Linked DNA regions of Bicyclus anynana: region 2 is linked to region 1. The links are chromatin contacts, called in public Hi-C maps. All regions are on one chromosome and are shown on one strand. The core of a region is the stretch at or near the end of the contact, and the rest is flanking DNA. Distances in the headings are between cores, read along the strand shown.

What was found. A called contact is a pair of places that touch in the nucleus more often than the background predicts.
Region 2: a contact with region 1 is called in a Hi-C map of whole body, with 4 times the contacts expected there. The contact joins the promoter of LOC112058316 here to the enhancer-like site in region 1. A contact is called at or near these places in 2 of 2 Hi-C or Micro-C datasets (whole body and whole larva).

Annotation. Positions count from the first base shown.
Region 1 is chr9:5,424,681-5,430,211 of ilBicAnyn1.1, reverse strand. LOC112058341 reads right to left here. Exons shown (of 2, transcript XM_024099101.2): 2 at 5,019-5,531. The coding sequence ends at 5,136. Among protein-coding and RNA genes, the nearest start is that of LOC112058319, 8.6 kb to the left of the region's middle. Within about 2 kb of position 2,746, at least 8 of the 8 cell types and tissues checked have open chromatin away from gene starts, as enhancers often do.
Region 2 is chr9:5,461,617-5,466,946 of ilBicAnyn1.1, reverse strand. It overlaps LOC112058316 (mitogen-activated protein kinase kinase kinase 15), which reads right to left and starts at 3,604. Exons shown (of 24, transcript XM_024099039.2): 1 at 3,422-3,604; 2 at 3,138-3,343; 3 at 1,861-2,055. The coding sequence starts at 3,470.

The sequences.
Region 1 (5,531 bases), core at 1,497-3,996:
TACGCTGATGGAATCGTATCATCCTGTGTATAGAGTTTTATATATACCTAGCGGACGCCCGCGACTTCGTCCACGTGAATTTCTATTTTTCACATAACCCGCGGGAACCATTTTTTTGATAAAAGGTAGCTTGTTAATAGTTAGCTGTTGTGTTAACTATAAGCACTTGAGAAAAAAAAGTTTTCCTGAAATCACAGACACACACTTCAATTTTGTTTATATGTGTTGATAATGATATTGGTGTCGTGTCACCAAATCATGGTGATACGGCGATTTTATCTCCGAAATACTCTCAACTTGTGAAAAATCACTTTCATACATAAAATTAACACCCTACCACTCCCTTAAATTCGCCTATTCCTTAGTCCTTTTTTGCTGGTTGCTTGTATGTTTTTATTGGTAAATCCTGTTATAGATCTAGATAAGAAAAAAATCGCCATAGACAGGTGTATTTTGCTCTAAGTCGTGTCAAAACCTTGGAAGGAACATCGCTGTCTAATTTAAATTCAAACAAAGTATTGTGTAGGCCTCACCACGAAGCGAGGGATATTGCACCAGATGACGCGATTACGCAACTTAAATTCTATAACAAACTGCATCAGCATGACTAGTAGATAGTGATTGTTCTATGTAAAACTTCTGTCTTAATAAGCTATTATTTTTGTTCGAACTTAACATTTTGGCGTACTTATTGAACCGTACTAAGTAAGCCCAGCAAAATGTAGCCACCGTAAGCCGTTATGAAGTTCCCTTAATTATTGTCCTTCGCCATCATCACTAGACCTCAATATCAGTCACAATGCATCTAGGTGGAAATTTCTCATCAGTACAAATTTATTAGCCTCAAACTCAAGCTAGCTACTGTGAACCGTCGAAGAGTTCCCTTGACTGTCCTTCGTCTTCAACCCCTAATGCAGACACCCCATTGATGTGGAAAGTTCTCATCAATACAAATGTATTTGACGGCCTCCGTGGCGCAGTGGTATGTGCGGTGGATTTACAAAACGGAGGTCCTGGGTTCGATCCCCGGCTGGGCCAATTAAGATTTTTTTAATTGGTCCAGGTCTGGCTGGTGGTGGCTTCGGCCGTGGCTAGTTACCACCCTACCGGCAAATACGTACCTCCAAGCGATTTGAAGTTCCGGTACGATGCCGTGTAGAAACCGAAAGGTATGTGGATTTTTATTCTCCTCCTAACAAGTTAGCCCGCTTCCATCTTAGACTGCATCATTACTTACAGGTGAGATTGTAGTTAAGGGCTAACATTAACAAAAAAAAAAATCAAGCCCAAACACAAGGTGCCTACTGTGAACTGATGAGGAGTAACCTTAACTGTCCTTTGTCTTCATCGCCAGACCTCCAATGCAGTCACAACCCATCTAGGTGGAAAGTCCTCATCAATACAAATTAATTAAGCCTAAACAAAATAATTTCGGTAAATCGTTGATGAGTGCCATCAAACGCACTAGCGCCACTTGCCGTCTCTACAATTTTTGAAAGATTTTTCCGAATTCTCCAGGATGCCATGAAAAAACTGACACAAAGTATACCTTTTCAAAAAAAAAAAATTAAAATCGATCCCCAAATGACGGAAATATCGCGGACATACATACAGCCGAACGTAGAACATCCTCCTTTTTGGAAGTTGGTTAAAAACAGTAAGATTCGTATCATAGAAATATAAGATAAAAGATAAGATAAATATACTTTATTTGCACACCACAAAGACAAAAACAAGTGAAATAAAAAACAAATTAGAAAGAGATCAGCATACAAAAGGCGGCCTTATCGCTAAGTAGCGATTTCTTCCAGGCAACCTTCGGTTTAGGAAAACTTAAGGACATCAGCAGGTGGCGTAAAACAAAAATAACCATAGTATTAGTAATACAAATAATTTACATCCTAATACATAAACAATATTACACAAATACCTACAATAATGAATAAAATACATATCAAAATATACTAATAAATACCTTATATTGAAAAGAAATAATATATACAGATCGTCTTTACTGCACCAGATAATGAGACTTTACGGCATTTTTAAAAATGTCCAGTGTCTTTGATTGCCGTATGTTTAATATAGTGATGTCCTGGAAAATGAAATTGTACGATATTTTGCTTCGACCTTTAACAACTCGCCTATAAGCACGTAAATGTTATAGCACGAAATCACGTTTCCCCAATCTCAAGTTTTTGTGTACAAGATCAAGAGGGCGCCCTTCCAATACCATTGACAACAAACGGCAAAAGGACATCAATCCTCCATTATTTACAAGAGGTCAATGATTATAATTATTAGCCGTATTCGTGTTCCACTTTTGAAGAAAATAAAACAATGAAATAAAAGCAAAACTATCAAATAAATATGGAACTGTGTATTTCTTATGAAATATATAAATTGCTTTATATAAATAAATAAATTAGTCATAAAATCGAATAATCTGAACGTAAGTATCGTCGTATCGACTATTATGACCCTTCAAGTTACACAACCCTAGCAAAATCGATACTTCTAATTCATTAACAATTATTTATTTAATTGTTACAATAATATATTATCTTAAATTTACTTAATCGATTAAAGTAAAAAAAAAACACAAAAAACCCCATAATTATGTTTTCGGCTTCCATTTGCTCAACGAATGAGGAATGGAATGAAGAAGGCACTTCATGAATGTCTACGGAACGTTAGGAACGTGGGCGTTGCCAGTGGAGAATCTGGAGCAGGCAGTTACAATCGCCATGTAACAGGATTGCATAAACTGCAAAGAGCATAGACGATTTAGGTCAGCGCCATCTATTGTGTAGCGCAAAGAAACTTCTCATTTTTAATATGAACCCAATCACCGAACAGACAGTCGCGATAAGTGTTTTATAGCTATTTCATACAAGATGGCGCTCTACGCGAATTTCTTCTTTTCTATAAAAGTAAAGAAAATAGTTAATTCCGTCAAGTAAGCGTGACCATATGGCCCAATAGCTTATAACAATTTGGTTTATTTTCGAGGTGTTAAGAGATTCGATTCCCGACACCTTCAAGTACAAATCTTCATATTGTAAGTACTTACTTAATTTGTTCTAACACTTCTGATCCACCAAGGCGATTCGCGCTGATGATGGTTTGATGAAGGTGAATTTTTGGTGCGATCACAGGCAAAATATCAACTTAGGGTTTAAAGAAATATTATACATATTTACGTGTGCCAGGCAGGTAAAGCGCCATCTGTTTATGGGCACATACAAAACGTTTTGATTCCTTTTTCTTATCGGCCATCTCATTTCTATTCATTCATCTCTCAGTCTAGGTAGGTACCTATGTCCTTGCATATTTCTTATTATATCTACTGTGATATTTTGATAGTTATCTACAATTTGGTCTATCTTCAAATCACGAGGTCCAGGGTTCGTGTTCTAGTTTGGTTTATAATATTGAGCTTTTCTTTCTTTTAGAAATTCTCAGTAAAAATGTTCAGCTCGGAGTTGGGAACTCTACAACTAATAGTGACTAAATCAAACAAAACCTTTAACTCGCCATATTAGAGCACCACAGTGGGTCTAAGCTAATAAACTCCACATCCTCTCTCGAGAAGGGAGAACTCTTTAGAGGTACTGGGTTCGATTCCCTGCTCAGGCAGTTTAGGATTTTATATATTTTTAAATTGTCTGTGGTTTGGTCTGCAGGCGAATTCACTAACGTCAACATATGTTACTTGACTTATACGAAATTTAGATTTTTGGACTCGTAACAAATGACATTCGGTCCCTACTGATAACCGTCCGGTAGATGACATTTCTCAGTTGATTTGATGTTTATTTTAATAGGTTGTTATTATAGGTCAAATTAGTGAATAGGCCAGCTTGTGGTAGGCATCGCTCGTGGCAAAACTAAGTTGTCATTGAATATAAAAAAGTCTGTCTGGTCTGGGCCCATAGTAGGTTGTTAACTTGCTATACGACGGGTTGATAATGATGATTTTCTACAATGTATTTTTATCTACAATATGGGTATCCATAAGTGAAGCGTCAATAGGCACTTTCCATCTAGGTGTGAATGCAAAACAAACAAACCACAAATCTATGTCTATGACATTTATTACCACTTGAAATGTATTACCTAATTAAGTAATTATTTATTTTACTTATAAATATTTACATTAAAGAATAGTTACATAACTAAATAAACTTTTTATTTAACGTCTTTGGTGGGTAAGTGTTCATAACATTAATTGATAATACAGTTTTTGATTATTTTCGTTCACACAAAAAATAAAAAAATAAATTATTGTCTATTATATACACGAGATGGCGTACCGAAGTGGATTTAGTTACTATCAGAAACAATATTATGTATGTTGTGTCCTACAATATTAATTACATTATAATAAATATTACCTGTTGCTTATTTAATGCATTTTTATATTAAGAAGCTTATTGCTTGAAACACGTATTGTGATATTTACAGTATTTATCTTTAGATACGTAAGTTATCTACTATTATATCGGTAACATTGTAATTTTAATCATATAGTTATTTACATAAAACACAGAGTTTTATATTTTGTTCATGACAAAAGCAGTTACGCAAAAGTGACACGCTTTGCACGGCGTTTACCTATGTGATTATAGCAAAAAGTTTAGATTTAGAAAAATCATAGATTTAGAAAAAAACAACAAATCAGAACAATCACAATTCACGATTTAAATAATCGTGAATTGTGATTGTTTTTATCGTAATGTAGTTAATCGTGTTGAAAGTTAAAAGAAGATGAGAAGTCATCAGATTTGTCTAATCTCTATGTAAAAAAATAATGAAAAAAATATAGCAAAAGACTTTGACACAGATAGACAATTAAATAGGTATCTACTTATTATATGAATATTTACAACGATTTATATATAAAATAGCTCTACAAGTAACATGAATGCATTCAAAATAAGAAAGATTTGTTTATAAACAATGATCATGTTAATGATAGCGTATTTTACTGTATAACATATTCGCAATAACCTTGACTAGAGAAAAGCACTGTATTTTTAATACTGTCCGACGCTAAAACACGACAAAATTTGGAAAATATTTTCACAATATCACATTAAGATATACATTAAACTTCAATACAATGCAGCTTTTTACACTAGATCATCATAGCTTTCGTTGAAACTTTGATCCATAGGGTCGCTGTCGAAGGTACTGAAGTCCTTTTTTGAGGGAGATTCCTTTTGGGCAAGTAACCTGTCGCAAGCATTCAGTTTAGCGTGTAGGACATCGTATACACGCGTCATGGATGCCACTTTTTCTTTGCTAGACGGATCAGTCTCGATAGCAAATAGTCGAGAATCGAGAAGTTTGATTGCAGCAACTATGTAGTTCCGCAACGTTTTCGTTTTGTGCTCTCCACTGATTCTCTCCAAGAACGCGCAAACTTGTCTCTCTCCACAGAGTAAGACGTCGACATCGTAAGCTAAAGGTGAGTGCTGTCGATGTAGATAAGCGATCAAACGTTTAGCATAACGTCGGTAAGTTCG
Region 2 (5,330 bases), core at 2,355-4,854, 36 kb before region 1:
ATGTAAGCTCGGATTTTTTTTAAAAGATCGAATCAAAAATGAGGAGATCCATAAACAACCCAGGTTACTGACATAGCTTCATTTGAGCCTCATTTGACTATAATTACACAGGCAACCCATGCCCTTTAGACCATACAGCAAAGGTGTTTTGACAGTAATAAGCAAGACTTATACTTCCCTAGATGAGCTCTGTAACAAAATCTCTACTACTCCTAAAATAGCAGTTGCTTGCTTAACAAAGTTATTATTTGTATATACAAAACATAGGTGAAAGTAGCAATTTAACCTGAATGTAATCAAGTAACTTATTATCCTCAAGTACCTACTGGACTTGGTGATATTGTTCAACTAAAATATTTTTTATTCTGTCTTATCTTTAATAATATAATAGTTCAATATCTTTGTCAATTGCTAGACGGGTTGGCGGGAATCCCAGACTAAAGAACACAATATTTATTTAGATGTTGATTAATTGATTGTAACGTCAATTTGTTTTTAAGAGTCATATATGTATAAAACGCATAGATCTATATGTCTATATGTAAACAAAGAATGAAAAATACAAATATGCAGAACACTTATAAAAAATATGCAGTAGTACCAATTAAGTAATCAAAAACTTCGAGATGATTCATAATATAAATGTGTATTCTTGTGTCAATAAAAGTATAGGAGATGCAATTGCTTTTGTATAATCGACTGATTTTACAGACATTGAGGGACTTTACATACAAACTGATAATATAAAAAACAATCAATGTTTTTATTTCTTATAGCATTAAGAAATTAAAGGATCTGACAGGGCACAATCTACCCGAATTGTAAAACAAAATCGCGTACAATATCCAAACTTCATTTATATTATTACCATAAATCCCGCTTACAGGTCAATCAAAAAGCCGATGAAAACATAATAGCTGTAACTTTGTGAATAGAACTATTATAGTATAAGATCCGGCATAAGGAATATTATATTGAAAACGTAAACCCTCATTTGCACGAGAGTTTTTTTAACGGATGTTAAAAAACACTCAAATATAGTATGAAGTTAAATGAAGGCCTATTTCCAATGCCCAAAATTGAAAATGCAACACTGCTCGAAAAAAAGCGTCGCGTTTTCATACGCTTTCACGTTAAATTTAAAACTTGTCAAACTCTAAACTCACAATTAACATATTAAATACTTTAAGTATTTACTATCCTACATTCATACTGGACTATTTAAGTATCTACAGATGGAGCCATTTATTGTGAAACATGTACTATACTGAGCTAGTCGGCATACAGATTGAGTTTATATGACTACAATTGAGAAATTGAGAGTAACAACTATTGAGTTGTTATCATTCAAGGCTTTGATAACTGTCTAATGTTTGCACGTATGTAGGTACATGAGGATATCTGAGCATAAAACCAAAACTAGCTTTTACAAGCCTAGAACTCCAATGAGGAGGTGGAGATTAATTTATGATTCATAATTTTTGTTATAATGTAACAAACAGGTCTTGGATTTAGCTTTGATCAAATTAGGATTATACGTTTTCTAAATTAGCTTAGATCTGGTCTGATATTATTGTGATTGTTTGCAAAAGCATTCTTATGCTAGACCATAAGATTGCTTTTGTGTGTTTTGTGGAAAATATTCCACTTTATATTTTGGAAATTGATATCCAACGGGAACGCGAACCACGCGGGTGTAACCACGCTGCGTCAGCTAGTTAATAATATAATTAGACATTTGACCATTTATGATGTACAAAAATTCAATCCAACTAAAAGCTAACCACTCTAAAAAGACAAGCAGACAAACAAATCTGTATAAAAGTCTTATTAATATTATTATAAGAAAAAAAATAGTACCTTAAGTCTTAATGTGGCATCAGGATCAACATCATTATAAAGCAGCACATTCTCCTTCATATCAAAGCTCTCTCTAACTCCCAGGTGGTAGAGTAGGGAGCTCTGTTGCACTTGCACGCTGAGATCTACTAGGGCCACATCAGCATTGTAGAATGTGTCCAACACACTCGTCTCGCCAAAGTCAAGCTTTTCAAACTGTAAGGAAATATAATATTTGAGTAATATACACAGAAAATGTTAGCATCCTATGATAACAGTGTGGATGCTGGGTCTATTGTATATTGTAAGAAATCAGTCAAAACCTAGTCATTATCATTATTGGGCCACAATGTAGACCAGAGAAAATATCTTGGGATTTCATGGATTCACCATATGGGTGCCAGCCCCATATAATTAGACATTCTTTAATATCCAACTTAAAGTCAATGTGACTATAATTGTGATTTTTATTTGCAGGGTGAGAAACACAACACTATATATGTTCTTGATTTGATAGAACTTTAAGGGTGTAACAAACTTTAGTGTCTGGTGACTGAGGGCAAGATTTCCTACACTATCCCAAAGAAAATATAAAGAAAATTCCACTTTATACTTGGGAAATTGATGCTGTGGACCTTATTAGTCAACTATCAAATATACCACAAGATTTTTTTTTTATTTTATTAAAAGAATATTTGCCATATCTTTTTAAATATGACCAATTTTTCCATTCCCATCCAATTAGTCGGGAAAAACTGTGTCAGGAGTGGATACAACAATAGACCAATGGGGTGCGGAATGAACCACCACCCCTTGGTGTTAAGTCCGACCGTTCTTACTGTTGAGCTATTTCGAGGAATAGTCTTTAGCTCTATTGTAAAAACCAGCGACATGCATTGTACCAACAGTCCATAGATTTGATGGAAGATTATGTTAAATCTTGTCAAATAGTTACTCCCCACTTAACATTGGGAAGAAATTTTGCACACAGTTTAACATATCTGCAGTCTATACAGTATATGTCGCCAGTAGAAACATAGGTTGACAAACTTTCAAGTTTTATAAAATTAAAAGTTCTAGCTAAGATTACTGTCTTTAAATATCAAACTTCAATAGCTACAGAGTTATGGGGCTGAACTTATGTTTGAAATGATTTTGTAGTACCCAAGCTTATCACACTTTTTATGATAAAACAAGGACGAGGCAATATTCCTTAGAGTGAGCAAAATAAATTATGCAATCTAAAATCCAACTACAAAACCTTGTGATCTAATTATGCAGTAAAATTAATCACTTACATGTATGTGATGTACGTTAGCATTCACAAGCTCAGAAGCTAAACGGACTTCCTCTAATGCCCTTTTCCTATGAGCCAAGTTCAATGTTTGGTTTATGTCCAAAACGCATGCGATGTCCATACGGGGCCTCTGGTTAGGGGCCCCAGCTTGCACAGTTGCATTGGAACCATCACTGCAAACGCTCTCGCAAATACTCCGACCGTCGCCTAATTAAAAAATAAAGTTTTCAAAATAAGAATTCAAAAATAATCGAACTCCGTCGTATTCAACAGCCAAGTTCTTACCAGATTCCTCTTGCGCCGTTGAAGTATTCGCTCCCCCGAATGTTATCATTTTCTGTTCTTCTCACAGTGGGGTCGCATATTTCTAGGAAATAAACGCTTTTTTGTATCGATATGTCCACAAATAAAATTTTAAATTCCACAACAATAACCACAACAAGTCTCACCATTCAGCTTGTTATTTAATAATAGTGTTGTACAAGCAACAGACTAAAATTCAGGTGCGCAGATGAATAATCGATTAATAAGCTGTCAAAGTCGATATTTATCGTTAAAAATTTAATCGATGTTCAAAACCAGTATCAAAATTAATATTGTAAGACCTAACCAACATTCTTTACCACAGGAATAACAATAGGTAATGTTTACGGTCCTAGTCAGACGTACGCCAACAGACTACCTGCATGACCTAGGTACAAAGGTTTATTTATTTATCGTAATTTTATTATGTACCTACAGCAGCTGTACCCGCACTGCATATGATACGATTCACTTTTTATTGCAATTTATTAGCTTAAATGTTTTTTTTTACATAAATTTTTCTATGATTTTACACAAAAAAAATTGGTTGCCTACTCAACAAAAAGTATTTTTAATTATTTTTATTCACTGTTTTAGTGAGGTTGCACAGTAATAACGAATTCCTGTTTAAATCAGTTTATTTTCCCTGGGAGCTATATATACAACAAAATGACCTCATCAACATCATCATCATATCAGCCGATGGACGTTCACTGCAGGACATAGGCCTCTTATAGGGACTTCCAAACATCACGATACTGAGCCACCTGCATCCAGCGAATCTCTGCGACTCGCTTGATATCCTCGGTCCACCTAGTGGGGGGTCGACCAACACTGCGCTTTCTGGTGCGGGTCGCCATTCCAGCATCTTGGGACCCCAACGTCCATCAGCTCTACGAACTATGTGGCCTGCCCATTCCAACTTCAGCTTCGCGACTCGCTGAGCTATGTGATTGACTTTAGTTTGTCTGCGGGTCTCCTCATTCCTGATTCGATCACGCAGAGAAACTTCAAGCATAGCTCGCTCCATCGCCCGCTGAGTGACTTTGAGCCTTCTAATAAGGCCCATAGTCAGCGACCAAGTCTCGGATCCGTAGGTCATCACTGGCAATACGCACTGATCGAAGACTTTCATTGAAGATGAAAGTCTTCGATCGATCGAAAGCACTGAGGAATTTCGGACGAAAAGATGTCGGAGTTTCCCGAACGTTGCCCAGCCGAGCTGGATTCGGCAATTCACCTCTTTCTCGAAATTGGACCTAACTAACTACCGCCAAGCGATTTAGCATTCCGTTACGATGCCGTGTAGAATCCGGAAGGAGTGTGGATTTTCATCCTCCTCCTAACAAGTTAGCCCACTTTCATCTTAGATTGCATCATCACTTACCATCAGGTGAGATTGTAGTCAAGAGCTAACTTGTAAAGAATAAAAAAAACCGTGGTGTTCAGATTCGGAAGTCCATACAAAAGGCCTATGCCAGCAGTGGACGTCCACTTGGACGGTGAACTCTTTGATATACTTATCTACTTGCGTATCGCCGGCACATGACAGTGAAAATAATATAATGGCACTACTAGTGGACGCCCGCGACTTCGTCCGTGTGGAATTCAGTTTTTCTCGAACCCCGCGGGAACCATAGATTTTTCCGGGATGAAAAGTACCCAATGTGTAAATCCAGAGTAAAATCTATTTTTATTTTAGATTTCAGCCAAATCGCTTGAGTAGCCGCAGCGTAAATGAGAATCAAACATATTTATACACACACAAACTTCGCCTTTTCAAACACAGTTTTTACAGTTACTAAAGCCACATTTCGACATTGTATACGATATTTAGGTGTAATTTATTTAAATAGTTGTTTACTGTGCGAATCAATGAGCGCTTTTGTTT